2 separate regions of the Sus scrofa genome follow, and region 2 is linked to region 1. Evidence: chromatin contacts called from public HiChIP or PLAC-seq data. All regions are on one chromosome and are shown on one strand. Each heading gives the region's core, a stretch centred on a gene start, on an enhancer-like site or on the middle of the called end of the contact. The rest is flanking DNA. Distances are from core to core; before and after follow the strand shown. Region 1 overlaps LPP (lipoma-preferred partner). Region 2 overlaps LPP (lipoma-preferred partner).

Region 1 (6,505 bases), core at 1,812-4,311:
CTCTGATATCAATGAACAACCCAGCCCTGTAATCATCACTGGTACTGTCTATCTGCCTAGCTAGCTACTCATTCATTTTTTGCCAAGCGATGCAGTGGAAAGAACATGCGTTTAGGAGACAGGAAGAGCAGAGAGGTGCCATCACCAGCTGTGTGATTTTAACAAGTTACTTAGCTTCCCTTTGCCTCAACTTCCTCACAATAGTAATGAGTACTTGCCACCACCTCGAGTATTGCTATAAAAATTAAATGAGATCATGCATGTAAAGTATTATGACGGTGACCAATACATAATTAGTACTCAATAAAAATTCACTAATAATTGAATGAAACATGAAGATTAAATGGCAGAATCTAAAATCAATTCCTACTAGAGTCATATATAGAGCCCAGTGGGACAGACTGGGAGTTTGGGGTTAGTAGATGCAAACTATTACATTTAGAACAGATAAATAAGGTCCTACTGTACACAACAGGGAACTATATCCAATCTCCTGGAATAGACCACAATGGAAAATAATATAAAAAAGAATGTGTCAATATATATATTGACAGAGTCACATTGCTACATAGCAGTAATTGGCACATTATAAATCATGCTTTAATTTTTAAAAAGAGAGGGGGTCATAAAGAATCGTACTTGCAAAAAAAAAAAAAAAGCTGTTTTGTTATGAATTTCCTCTCTAATAGTCTAAACACATCTTGAGTCTCACAGCCCTTTCTGATCTGATCCCTAAACCCCACAATGGCCAGCACATACCTTGCACATTAGAGATATTCAGAGTCAATGCTCATATAATCTTTCTCCGAACTTACTGAGGAAAGAAATCCTAAGATGCTAAGATAACTTCTCTGAAAACTTGGGAGCTTCAGTTGTCCATTTTCACCCAAAACGTTACCTTCAATGTGAAAATTATTACTCATAATTGAAGCCTAAAACATACTCAAAAGCTTCAATTTAGTGTTCTTACTTCTGATACATTTCCTAAGAAACAAAGAAAAATGACTTCCCAACCTCCACCTTTTAAAATATTATCTGTCTTCTCTATAAAAACTACCACATTATTTATAAAATCATCTATTTTTGCACTGAGTTCCTCACAGATGATCATCACAGGGCTTTCCTGAGTCAGTTGAACTAGTGAGCAAGAGAGAGCCGGAGCGGGGTGGGGGCAGAAAGAGAAAAGAGACAGAGAGAGATAGATTATAAATACAAGAAATGGAGGACACTTGATATAAACAGAAAATTCATATGGCAGAATTGCTTCAACCAGGACTTCAAAGGAAAAACAGCTGTAAGAGTACCCCCAACTGCCCCATCTACAAAAAACCATTCCAACTCTGTCTCCAATGCTCCAAAGGGAGCCCTCACAGGACTAGTCTGAGATTTAAGCAACAAAAGGGATACAAAAAGTGTTTTGGAAACACCTGTACTAACATAAATGGGCGTTTACTACCCACTTATTCCAATGCTGAGGAGAGTGACTTTTCGTCTGAGCCACTGTACCTCACAAGCGGAATCCATTCCCATCCCAGCCTGCTCTGGGCACAAGAAGAACGGATGTAGACAATTTCCCAGAGAGGCAATGCCTTTTAATTTCTCTATTATTTCCAAAACAAAAAAAGCAAAAATCTTCCCCCCCTTTTGTTTTTCCAAATAAAAATAAATTATAACCCTAACTTGCTAATAAATGCAGGCTGGAGCTGTCCTTAAGTAAAAGCTTTTGATAACAAATTGCCTGCACTAACTGCTATTTTACTGCTGAATTTTTTATTGTTGCTTAAGCACAGCAATTATGCTAATAAGCCTGGGAGGATGGTACATTGAGTATTGAATCTGACAGATAAAATACTCAATAAAATGCTAATCTCACCTGAAAATTGGAATCAGACAGCCTTATTAGTATTTATGGATATGGCATCTTAAACTTTTTTTTTTTCAGATGAATATATACAAAATCAATGTTTGTCTCCTAATACAGCCTGCCATTTCTAGGCCTCTGTGTGCTCTAAATTCAAGGTGACGATGCCTCATCGCCTCAGCTTCACTACTTGACAAAGAAACGAGAGCTTGTTGGTCATCTCTGCCACAGAACCAGGCAGTAAAATGTTTTTCATCCTCCATACACCTCCCTCCCTCTCCGCCACCCCTCCTAATCCCCCGAAAAAAGGGAAGGTAAGAACTGTCTTTCTGAGCAGAAAGAGAAGCCAGATTTGACAGCAACAAGAACCATTTGTCAAACCATCTGGCTTCTCTCTTCACCTGACAGGAGGGAAGAGTGATGTGTCAGAATGAACAGGGAACTGAGGATCCCAAGAGCTGGCTTCTCATCTCTGTTTTTGCCATTTCCTCCATGCGAGGCCTTGTTGGGACTCAGTTTCCCACATATAGACCTTGTGAGCCAAAAGATTACGTCTCTGTAAGAAGTGTCTCCACAGGAGCCAGAGCCCCAGTGTCTGTGAAGAATGGAATATTGTAAAACAAGATAGACATGTCAGGAAAACCTGAGATCTTGAACTTGTGCTTTGATTTACATTTACATGGTCCCTTCTTACTTTGTACCCCCAAGACATATTTGACATAGTGCAGGCTTAAATTCAGAGACCTCAGACACCAAATACAAAAATAAAAAACACTGGATTGTTAACCAACCATCCTCAGGACTTTACCTGGTTTTCTTTTTTGGTATCAATACATTAATTCTGGCAGGGAGCAAAGAAGAGAAATCAGCTGCCTGTCTTAAGAAGCAGAAACTAATGTTACCTGAATATTGAAATATTATTTATTAAAAATCCCTTCTGTCCTTTGATTTCCACATGAACCCCATAAAGCAGGAAAGGAGAAAAATCTTTTCTCCAGAAGCTTCCATATGTAGCTAAGGTGACTGAGGATCAGAGAGGACTTCCTCATCCAGCCAGAGTATGCGGGTCCTGGGGTCAGGACGAGCAGTGTTGCCTTCGGATTAATCCCAGCCTGCTGCCAAGCACACACAGGTCCTCTGGCTCATGGGCCTGGTGACTCACCCCAAACCGAAATACCCAAGTTACTAGTCACTGCTGGACACCAGGGGCAGTGAACAGGAACCTCAACAGCCGCAGCAGCCACTCCACAGACTTCTCCCACCACCTTCAAGGCTTCAAAGAGCTGACACCCTGTCCAGAAGTTTCTATTTCCCCCCAGGGAAAGTCATAGGCATGGACAAAACAGGCTTGCACAGAAGGGAGGAATCTGACATGTTGTGACAAAACTGGGCACAGATCCAGGACGCCAATTCACTCTGGAGCCTTGGAGAGTCACCTTCCTTTAAAGCTCCCGTTTCTTACTCTGTACAGCTTCATTTTTTGAAGGCCAAAGATAGCCCCTGGCTATTAGCAGAAGGGAGAAAAGAAAGAAAATGGGCTCCAAAAATACCAAGGTTCAATACAACTTACAGTGGGTTTTCACATCTCTTTCTTCAGCAAATCCTCACAATACAAACAGCAGCTGAGCTGATTATTTTCCCCACTTTGCTGATGAAGAAATAAAGGCCCAGAAGTTCAGAAATCCACCCAAGTAACACAAGAGCTAGGAGATTCTCAGCCCATAGCTGGGGTTAAAGGGGAAATGCTAGACGAGTGATCAGGCCAAGGCAGGGTAGAGCCAAGCAGGCAGTAATCACAATATTTCAAGACATGCCACCTCCAAAAGAAGAAAATGCGGGTCTAACCTTACTAGTAGAGACCTGCACCAGCCATGAGAGCTGACCAACTCACCACCTCCCCCTCTGCTGCATACACACAGAAACAAAATCCAAGTCCAGACACTTTACTGTACCAGGACCAACACTGCAATTCGCAAAGCATCGTCACAACAAATTCATCAAGTAGGAATCATCATCCTCCAATTTACAGAGGAAAAAGCCAGGCACTAAGATGTGTATTCACTCACCCAATCTCATTTGCCTCTGAGAGCAGGGCCAACTCTCAGATCCAGGCCCCCTGTTCTTTCACTTCATTATGCCACCTCTGAACTGCCAGGGCCACCATTTTTCTAGTAAACAACCATAGCAGAAAGTCAGCTCTGAACTGAGACATCTCCCAGCAGAGTAACGATTCGAGTCATACTTCGAGGAATAATTTCTGGGAAAGCAGAGGAGGTGATGCTATCAAACAGTGAAACTTAAAACTCCTACTCACTACCTGCCTGGGAGGGAGCAGGAAATGGGGCCCAGGCCCTTTCCCTACACACTCCTCCTGCCCATTTCTGTCACTCATAGTCATTACCAAACTTAGCACTTTAAGCAAATGAAAGATGTTTCCTAGCTGCATGGCCTTGGGTAAGTCCCCAACCTCTTTGGTCCTATTACTAATACATACTCATGCACACACACATATAAAAACATCTAGGACCATTCCTTCTTCTCCCTAGTAGGATGGTGACAACAGAAAGCTCCTGTCCTTATTCTGGAAGCCCCACAACTACACCCTCATTGTTCTGTGGTGTCTCTGCACCCAGTACTCTGATCTGAACCCTCCACCTCTTCCTTGGGCCTCCTAATCCCCATCTTCCTTCTGCTAAGCCCCACCCTTCCATCCTCACCTGCTACTCTCCTGTGTTAGGCCTGGTCACTTCCACCCTGGACAAGCACTTCCTCATCTCTCCATCACCATCTCAACCTTCTCCTGGCACCCAAAGTCCATCTTTCTTGCCAGCTCTTCAACAGCTCTTCACATGAAAGTTCTTAAAACAACCTCCACCAGACTGGCTGCACTTTTCCATACATACTCTGGTTTGTATCCTCCTAAAATCAGCCTCTCCATAACTAAATCAACTTTATAGGTCAGGTTTCCAGAGAAGAATGTTTTCTGCCCAGGAGACAGGAAAGCACCTTGACTCTGAGGGAAATTTCCATCAGCACCTGTGTGGCACATCACCCCAGAGAGTCCATCTCATCACTCCACAGAAGCTGGGGCAGTGGGGAGGGTCAACCCAGGGCCAGAAGCTGAGAAACACCACTGTGCTAGGTCTTTAACAAAGGTTCTCTAATCTTTCCAACTTAGTAGGCAAGATATATTTAATCCCAAATAAAATCCATTTAGGCTGGGACTCAGAGAGGTTTAGTAACCTAGTCACACTGAAGTTATAGAAATCATCCAATTTCAAATGGTACTAGAGCCCAGGCTCATAAGTGAGTCTCTACAACTTCATTGAGATGCTCTGTTGTTGAACAGTGTCCGGTGCTCTGCCAGATGCTTAACCTAAGTAATCCCAGTTTACTTACATAAGAATCTTTCCTAGTAATTAGGAGTTCCCATCGTGGCTCAATAGTTAACACATCTGACTAGGAACCAGGAGGTTGTAGGTTCAATCCCTGGCAGCGCTCAGCAGGTTAACGATCTGGCATTGCCATGAGCTGTGGCGTAGGTTGCAGACACAGCTCGGATCTGGCGTTGCTGTGGCTGTGGCACAGGCCGGCAGCTATAGCTCCGATTAGACCCCTAGCCTGGGAACCTCCATATGCCATGGGTGCAGCCCTAGAAAAGACCAAAAAAAAAAGAACCTTTCCTGGTAATTATTAGTGTCTTATTTTATAGATCAAGAAACTAAGGCCACATGATACACAATATGTCTCTGGCACATTTAGGACTGGAACCAGGAGTCCTGGCCTTGCTCTTTTTCTCTTTCCTCTTCATCACACATCTTCTTTCCACCTAAGGTTTCTGTCTATGGCATGTTAAACACAAAGAGTTTTTTCCTATGCATGAGTCACTGGAAGCAACATTCAGCAGTACATGCAGAATCTGCACTGCCAATCAAGAAAAGGTGTTTCACAAGCAGCAACTGAGTTCAGATCCCAATAATGATGATATGGAAGATGGGTTTCTAGAGAACAGCATGTGAGTGCAGCCTGAACCTGAAGTGTTCCTAAGGGTCAGGGTCACAAAGCAAGGCTGGAATTTCACTCAGTTTCATAAACAGACACCTTGGCTTGTCCACCTTCCTTGGACAGGAGGTTCATAACCAAAGTCAGAAATTCAGAGGTCATCATGTAAACCACTTCCTCCTCTTCAAAGGCAAATCCTGATAGAAGGAAGGTTGATCCTCTGAGAACTTGAGAGCTAGGAAAGGAGATGGCACATCCTGCCCTAATCTCACTGAGAATGTCACCAGCATCTTAAGAAGACATCCCCTTTCCCTCTGCCTCAAGAAAAACGGGATTAAGAAGAAGCCAGGGCAAAGCTGATAGCTGCTCTTAAAAGCTATATTCTCCTAACCCAGTCCCAAGAGCTCCTCTAGTTCCTTGGGTTAACTGCAGATAACCTTCCAACCCTTCAGGCCTCCTAAGTAATTCAATTTCACACACATTTATAGAGTTCCTAAAAATGCCAGCCACTGAGCTAGGATCCAAAGGCTCAGAAAACATGCCTTCTGCAGATCAGAGCTCAGAACACTCATTAAAATATGAGGTAGTCTGTAAAAGTGTCTCTGAAAATTCAAACCATGAGATGGGGGATGCAGGAGGGAA
Region 2 (6,505 bases), core at 1,671-4,170, 96 kb before region 1:
TCCCATCATGGCGCAGTGGAAAAACAAATCCAACTAGGAACCATGAGATTACAGGTTCAATCCCTGGCCTTGCTCAGTGGGTTAAGGATCTGGCGTTGCTGTGAACTGTGGTGTAGGTTGGAGATGAGGCTCAAAGCTGGCATTGCTGTGGCTGTGGCATAGGCCGGCAGCAATAGCTCCTATTAGACCCCTAGCCTGGGAACCTCCATATGCCGTGAGGCCCTAAAAAAAAAAAAAAAGAAAGAAATCTAACAGGAATAAAAACTATGTAAGAAAAACTAATCCCTGCAGGATGGATCCAAAGAAGGTGTTAAATACAATAGTATAGACATAGTCCTTTTGACCTTTAACCAGAGAGGATACTCATTTGCAGAATGAATGTCTGTAAAGTCCCATTCAGCTCTAATATTCTATAGTGCATTCCTTCTCTGAAATCTTAAATAAACCCCTTCATTTTGATAAGTGGGTTTGCGGAAACCTCACAAGTTTAGTGAATGAGCAAACTACAACATTTCCATGGGGTTTCTCAGTTTCTCAGAAAGAGACCCACTGTAAACACAAAGATAAGCACTGGGGAGAGTTGGTTTTGCTGGACCAAAACTTACTCTGCTCTTACTTCCTCTGGTCCTAGACTGGTTTCACTCTAAGCTTATAATCATCATGAAAATAAGAAGTGAAAGGAAAAATCTTCACAGAGGCTCTGAAAATATACAAACACCATCAGAAGAGTGGAAAACAAGAGAAGTGACCCTTATCTAAGCAAGATGCCTAAAGCTGAAGGGAGTTAGAGGACTGGGGCTCCCTAAGCACTAGTCTTTCAGGAACTGTCCTCAAATGCAAAGCAAAGAACCTAAGAGGTTTCACCTCTTGCTGCTCTGTTGCTCTTCTGTCTTCTCCTCCTAACTGTTCAGTGAGTACAAGAAAGCTACAGAGTGACAAAAAATAGCAAGCATTTATTGAGGACTTATTATATGTGATGAAATTTTCTACTGGCCACATAATCATCCTATTTATTATATGAGGTAAGATTATCATTCTCCACATTTAGCAGATCAAGAATATAAGGCTGTAAGAGTTAAAGAAACTTGCTCAAAGAGACACTGCTAACAAATAGCAAAGCTGAGGCTTGGACACAAGTTTTGGACCCCCAAGTCCATGGTCTCCACCATGGTACAGCCTCTCTATAGGAAAAAGGAAAAGACCAAAATCCAAAGGAAGTCATCACATAGAAACAGGAGGTTTTGCTTTTATATCCATTCGTAGCTCTTGGGTGCTACTTGCCGCAATGTCTTCTCTGCTTTGTTCCATCAAATCTATCATGAGCCACACAAACTGATAAAGCCAAAAGTCTGACCAAACTGATCAAACATAACCAAACACAAACAACTGCAAAAGGCCATATGACAACCAAGACCCTTCCTCACCAGAGGGAATACATAAGACTACAGGTAAAGTGACATTTAATACTAAAAAAAGTTACCAAGCCTTGCTAAAGATGGCATGTAAATGACAAGTCACTGTCATCCACAAAAATAGAATGAACTAGTGTTTGCTCAAGTTTTGCTTCTTTTCTAAAATCCACAGTGTACTCTTCTTTAAATATTTACTTAGATTACCAAAATTTAAAAACAACCAACCACCCATTGCATGGTATTATCTAACACCAAGTACTATAAGCTTAAGGAAGTGGTTTTCAAACTGTCTGCACACTAGATTCACCTGGGAATCTTTATGTATGTATTCTGATTCAAGTGTTGCTAATGATTGACTCAGAGTGTTTATATTAATCTTTAAATCATGTTGCATTAGTCCCTAAATCTCCCTTGGCAATTAACCCAAGACCTGGCTCTTGGTCAATGTTTGCTGAATAAATGAATGATACTGAGGGACATGGCAGGTATTAACATCACCATTTTATTGATGGAAGATTTGAGAAGCTGAGATACTTTGCGACTTAAACATCAGATGTAGTTGATAGCCAACTAAACTTTAGGATTGTCCACTTAAACAACTGAGATTTAAATAACATTCTCCTATATTTTAGAGATGTTTCACTATCTTCTCTCTTTATATAAAAATCAGTGCCTTCCTAAAATTTCAAAACTGCTTCCTTAAGGGGGTATTAAAATGCTACACTGAGCTTCCCCTTATAGGTTACAGCTAATTATCCTTTTCTCCAACTTGGAACTCAGCTCAAAGATACCTGATCTTCTAAATTCAGACCTAGCTCCCAGTCTTAGCTATACCATGAGCTCACAGTACAACCTTTGCTCTCTCTGGGATCACAGTGTCCTCCTCTGAAAAAGATGTCATTAGGTTACTAGATAAACGCTAACAACAACTCTACTCAAAACTCATGAGTCTATGGAAGCTCCTGATTATATATATATAGCTAGAAACAAGTAAAAGTCAGCCAAATCATCTATAATTCTCCTCTTAGATCACCAGTGAGGAAGTACAGTCCTCTTTTTTTCCCCCTTCTTTTTTTGTCACTCATTGCCCTGACTCTTCAATCCTCCCTCTTGTGGGAGGGAACCTTAGATTGATCTCAGAGATTACCAAGGTATCAATCAAGATTTATTATGCACAAGTAAATAAGTACTTTAGGCAAACCTTTTCCAAGTGGTGTAGGTAAGTCCCTACCAGTGTAATTACGAAGCAAATATGCTGTGGCATGTGATGGAAGCGTGGGAAGACAACGTTCAAGAATAAGGCAGGCTGAAAATTGCACACAATTGTTAGTTGAACAGCAAATGTAATCACTCTTCCTCTGAAGCATCAGGTCAGATGAGAGCCGGAAGGGCAAACAGGATCTGCCATGGACTGAAAATGTCAATGCATTCACTCCACTTCTCTTTACAGGCAGCTTTGGCCCTGCACTGGCTAAGTGCCCCACTCTCTGCATGGACAGCTGGCATTACTCGGAAGGGGTGATGAGAGAACAACTCCACAGAAATGCCAAACCTTTATATAGACTATCTGAGAGACAGTTGGAAATACTGGAAAAAAAAAAAACACTAGACTGAAATGCAAAGGACTTGGGCATAATTTTCAGCTCAGCCACTCACCGGCTCTACCACTTTCGTCTTTTGAACTCTTGTGTCTTGAACCTCAGCATATCTCCCAGCGCATCTCCCTATCTGTAAACTGAAGATTAGATGCTGGCTACCATTCCTCCCAACTCTCATGTCCCGTGATTCCTCCTAAAAGTCCGCCAGCTGAGTAAGATGAAGTTCTTACAAAAACTGTCTTCACTCCTATGAGTCCCATTGACCAGGAATTGTAGAGTGAAGGGAGGTAGGCTAGGAATCAACACATTAAGGCCAACCTGCCTTGCACAGAGTAAGCGTGAATGCAAATCAATGCTAAAGGTGCCATCCCCATGCTGGCAACACAGGTGGTGGCAAGAAAAACCCAACTACATCTGCAGATCCCAGTAAACCAAGAAGAAAAAGAGAAGCATCAATCTATTCAAGTAAGTAATTGTCTCCCATAAAGAAGTGAGGCTGAATAGAGACATACTCCACATTGCACTGTCACTTCAGATTCAGAATGTCATTTGCAAATGAAACAATCAGCCCTGACAGGAAAACAATAGCACTGGAAGACCAGGCTGCAAGAGAAGGTAAAGGAGAGAATGGAAACAAACCAATTACTAACTCACTGGTTTTTATTTGCTACAAACGGGTGACAACAGCCAGGACAGGCCATTTGATGTCCAAGAAGTTATATGGAGTCTCAGGTGGCGAAATCTTAGGGAACAATTTGTTCTTTTTAACTTGAATATACAACAACCAAGATTTAGACAAGTTCAAGTGGCTTATGCAAGGTAATATAGCAGCTAGTACATACTGGAAATTGGATTCAAACCCAGTTATTCTGCTTCCAGAAAGTGTTTGCAGTGGAAAAGTTTCATTAAAGAATCAAGAAACTCTGTCGATTGTTGGATGATACTAGGAAGAGTAGGTAAACGGCAGAGAAAAGGACATAGACATTAAGAATTTCTCTTCCAAAAGAGTCAGTACCCACACCGCTGGAAGTGAGCATGGAAGTCAGGAGACCCCCGACCTCCCACTCTGGGTCACATTTAATGACAGTGGTTCTATTTGGCTAAGTGACCAAGAAAATATATACCCTCTCTGGACCTCAAATCCTCCAGCTCTAAAATAATAAGCATTAACAAGATGATCTCCAAAACCCTGCTTTCAACAACATGCTATGTTACAGACTGGTATAGCTGGTCTGTGGAATGTGCTGTGTTTATTTAAAAAAAAAAAAAAAAAAAAAAAAAAAGTTCTCCTAAGTAAGTTTCTTCTATGGCTCTGATTCTAACAGATTTTTTCTGTACAAGACCAAGAAAAGGGGTAATAACAGCGTGAGCCCATTGAGCTCAGTAAATCTATTTCTAAAGGTGGAAATCTGGATTTACAAAGATGAGATTCTGAATCTCTGATTCATAGGGGCTTAAAATCCTGGTTTATATGTTGCCCCTCCATCAGGATGAAAAAGTGACTATGGGAAAAAGCATCAATATCAACTTCTCTAGTTTGGCCTCCCTTTGATGGTATCTGGCTGGAATCCTCTCATTCTAAAACCACTGTGAAGTGAGTAAGTCCACAAGTTAATTGCTGCTCATTGTCTGCATTCCCCAACAGCTTGCTCAAACTTGTATTAAAATACATGAATACCATGTTTCAGTTATCTGTTTACAAGTCCATTGTACCCATTAGACAGGTCAGAGACTAACTAGCACTTGAAGGATGATTTAATTGATTTGAATTTTTTTAATAATTTTGTATTCTCCTTTATTACAAATTCACCTTGATATCCCAGTAAAAGTATATTGAATAAGAGAGAAAAAAAAACTTTATTTTAGATATAGCTTGAAAAAGTAGAAATATTTCATTTCATTTTCAATTAATATAAACCCTCTCTTGACAAATCTCAGGCTGTATTTACATCTGATACTGCAGCTTGTGATTCTGTGAAGCAATGTTTGCCCAGGCCACATAGCCTGCCAAGAGCAATCACAGCAACAAGACACAGAGTTAACTATTACACGTCAGACTTTTAAACATTATATTGCTCACAAAACTGTCACCTATCAACTGTGCTGTTTATATCCTATCATCTCAATTAATGGTTGTACACTAATTTAGAGCTTTTGCATAGAGTTTGACAGTATAATTTGAATTAATGTCACTGAATTTAGATAATATGGTTATTATAAATTAAAGTTTCCAAATTAATCTTTGTTTCTCTAATATTAATTTTCATCTTAAATTTCTATTAAATCCAAAATCTACCTCACTCTAAGGGTAAAATATAAGGACATTGCTTAATTAAACTAACATGCCCAATCATTGGGAAAATAAAGGGGAGGGAGAAGAGGCACAAATTTTCATCCTTCAAGGGCCATGAGATAGAGTTTTAAAATACAAAGAGATTCAACTTTATGTATTATATGCTCCAAAATAATAATTTCTGTTTAACACCAATTCAAAAGCCTGGAGAAATTTCTCAATATTTGAAATGGTATGAAAAAACAGGTTTCTCATTAGAATGTGTTATAAATTCAAATTATGTAAGAGAGGCTAGTTTTGCAATTTCACATTTAATAGCAAAACAATTGAAACCATTTTCAACTAGTGACCTTTTTCTTAAGTCATGTTGGAAGTTGTTCCACTTTTATTTCAAGATTTTGAAACAGAGACAAAAATCTGTAAAAGCAATGACCAATAGCCGCTGAGTAAAAACGAGCCAGGCTGTTTCGGATCAGTTTCAAAATGACATAGGTGGATGATATTCCCTTTCTAATTTCTCTCGATGTGAGGGCTGGTGAATTATTATCAATTACTGACTATATGCAAAAAAAAGACAATGCCAAATATGAAGAATATACAGGATTGGCTGACATTCTAGGGAAATAACACACACCCATATGATGTAAGGTAGTAGCTGATGACTTATTCAGCAATATAGAAGTTTAATATCCAAGCAACATAAAATTAATAGTTATTTCTTCTAATGTGGAGCTGAAGCTGCAACTTAAACACCCTCTGCCAGTTTGTTTGCCCACAACCAATGACCAGGAACTCATTACCTCATGGCACCCCTTCCATGGCACAAAAGTTGTAACTGTTAGAAAGTTATGTGAGGCTGAAACTTGTATTCCCCTAAGAAAACATTGATCAGTCCTACCTCGGCCTTGGAATCACAAGCCAACGTATACATGGCAGCCCTCCAGATATTTTAAATATTTACCTAGTTTCCTACTTTTTTTTTTCTGTGTACCAAGTTTAAAAAGTCCAGTTCTCCCTTTTCTTTAACTTAGCCTTATAGCTTTAGAACAATAAGATGAAATTAAAAATCTCAAACCAGTAGTTTTCAAACTTTCTGTTAGCAAAAAAATATTTCTTGATGCCAAATCTTTAAGAAAATCCCAAGAATAAAATAAGCAAATTGATAAAATAGCTCCTCAAATTTATTTAAATCTTTAACCTTT

Evidence for each region. HiChIP or PLAC-seq counts read pairs in DNA pulled down with a chosen protein or histone mark.
Region 2: a contact with region 1 is called in an H3K27ac HiChIP or PLAC-seq map of skeletal muscle. The contact joins two enhancer-like sites. A contact is called at or near these places in 2 of 2 datasets of contacts at active chromatin or transcription factors (alveolar macrophages and skeletal muscle).

What each region holds. Positions count from the first base shown.
Region 1 is chr13:125,906,142-125,912,646 of Sscrofa11.1, reverse strand. The region is part of intron 2 of LPP (lipoma-preferred partner); the gene reads right to left. Among named protein-coding and RNA genes, the nearest start is that of LPP, 130 kb to the right of the region's middle. Within about 2 kb of position 3,061, at least 21 of the 83 cell types and tissues checked have an H3K27ac peak or open chromatin away from gene starts, as enhancers often do. A contact at or near this core is called in skeletal muscle, where this site is marked.
Region 2 is chr13:126,001,951-126,008,455 of Sscrofa11.1, reverse strand. The region is part of intron 2 of LPP (lipoma-preferred partner); the gene reads right to left. Among named protein-coding and RNA genes, the nearest start is that of LPP, 220 kb to the right of the region's middle. Within about 2 kb of position 2,920, at least 3 of the 83 cell types and tissues checked have an H3K27ac peak or open chromatin away from gene starts, as enhancers often do. A contact at or near this core is called in skeletal muscle, where this site is marked.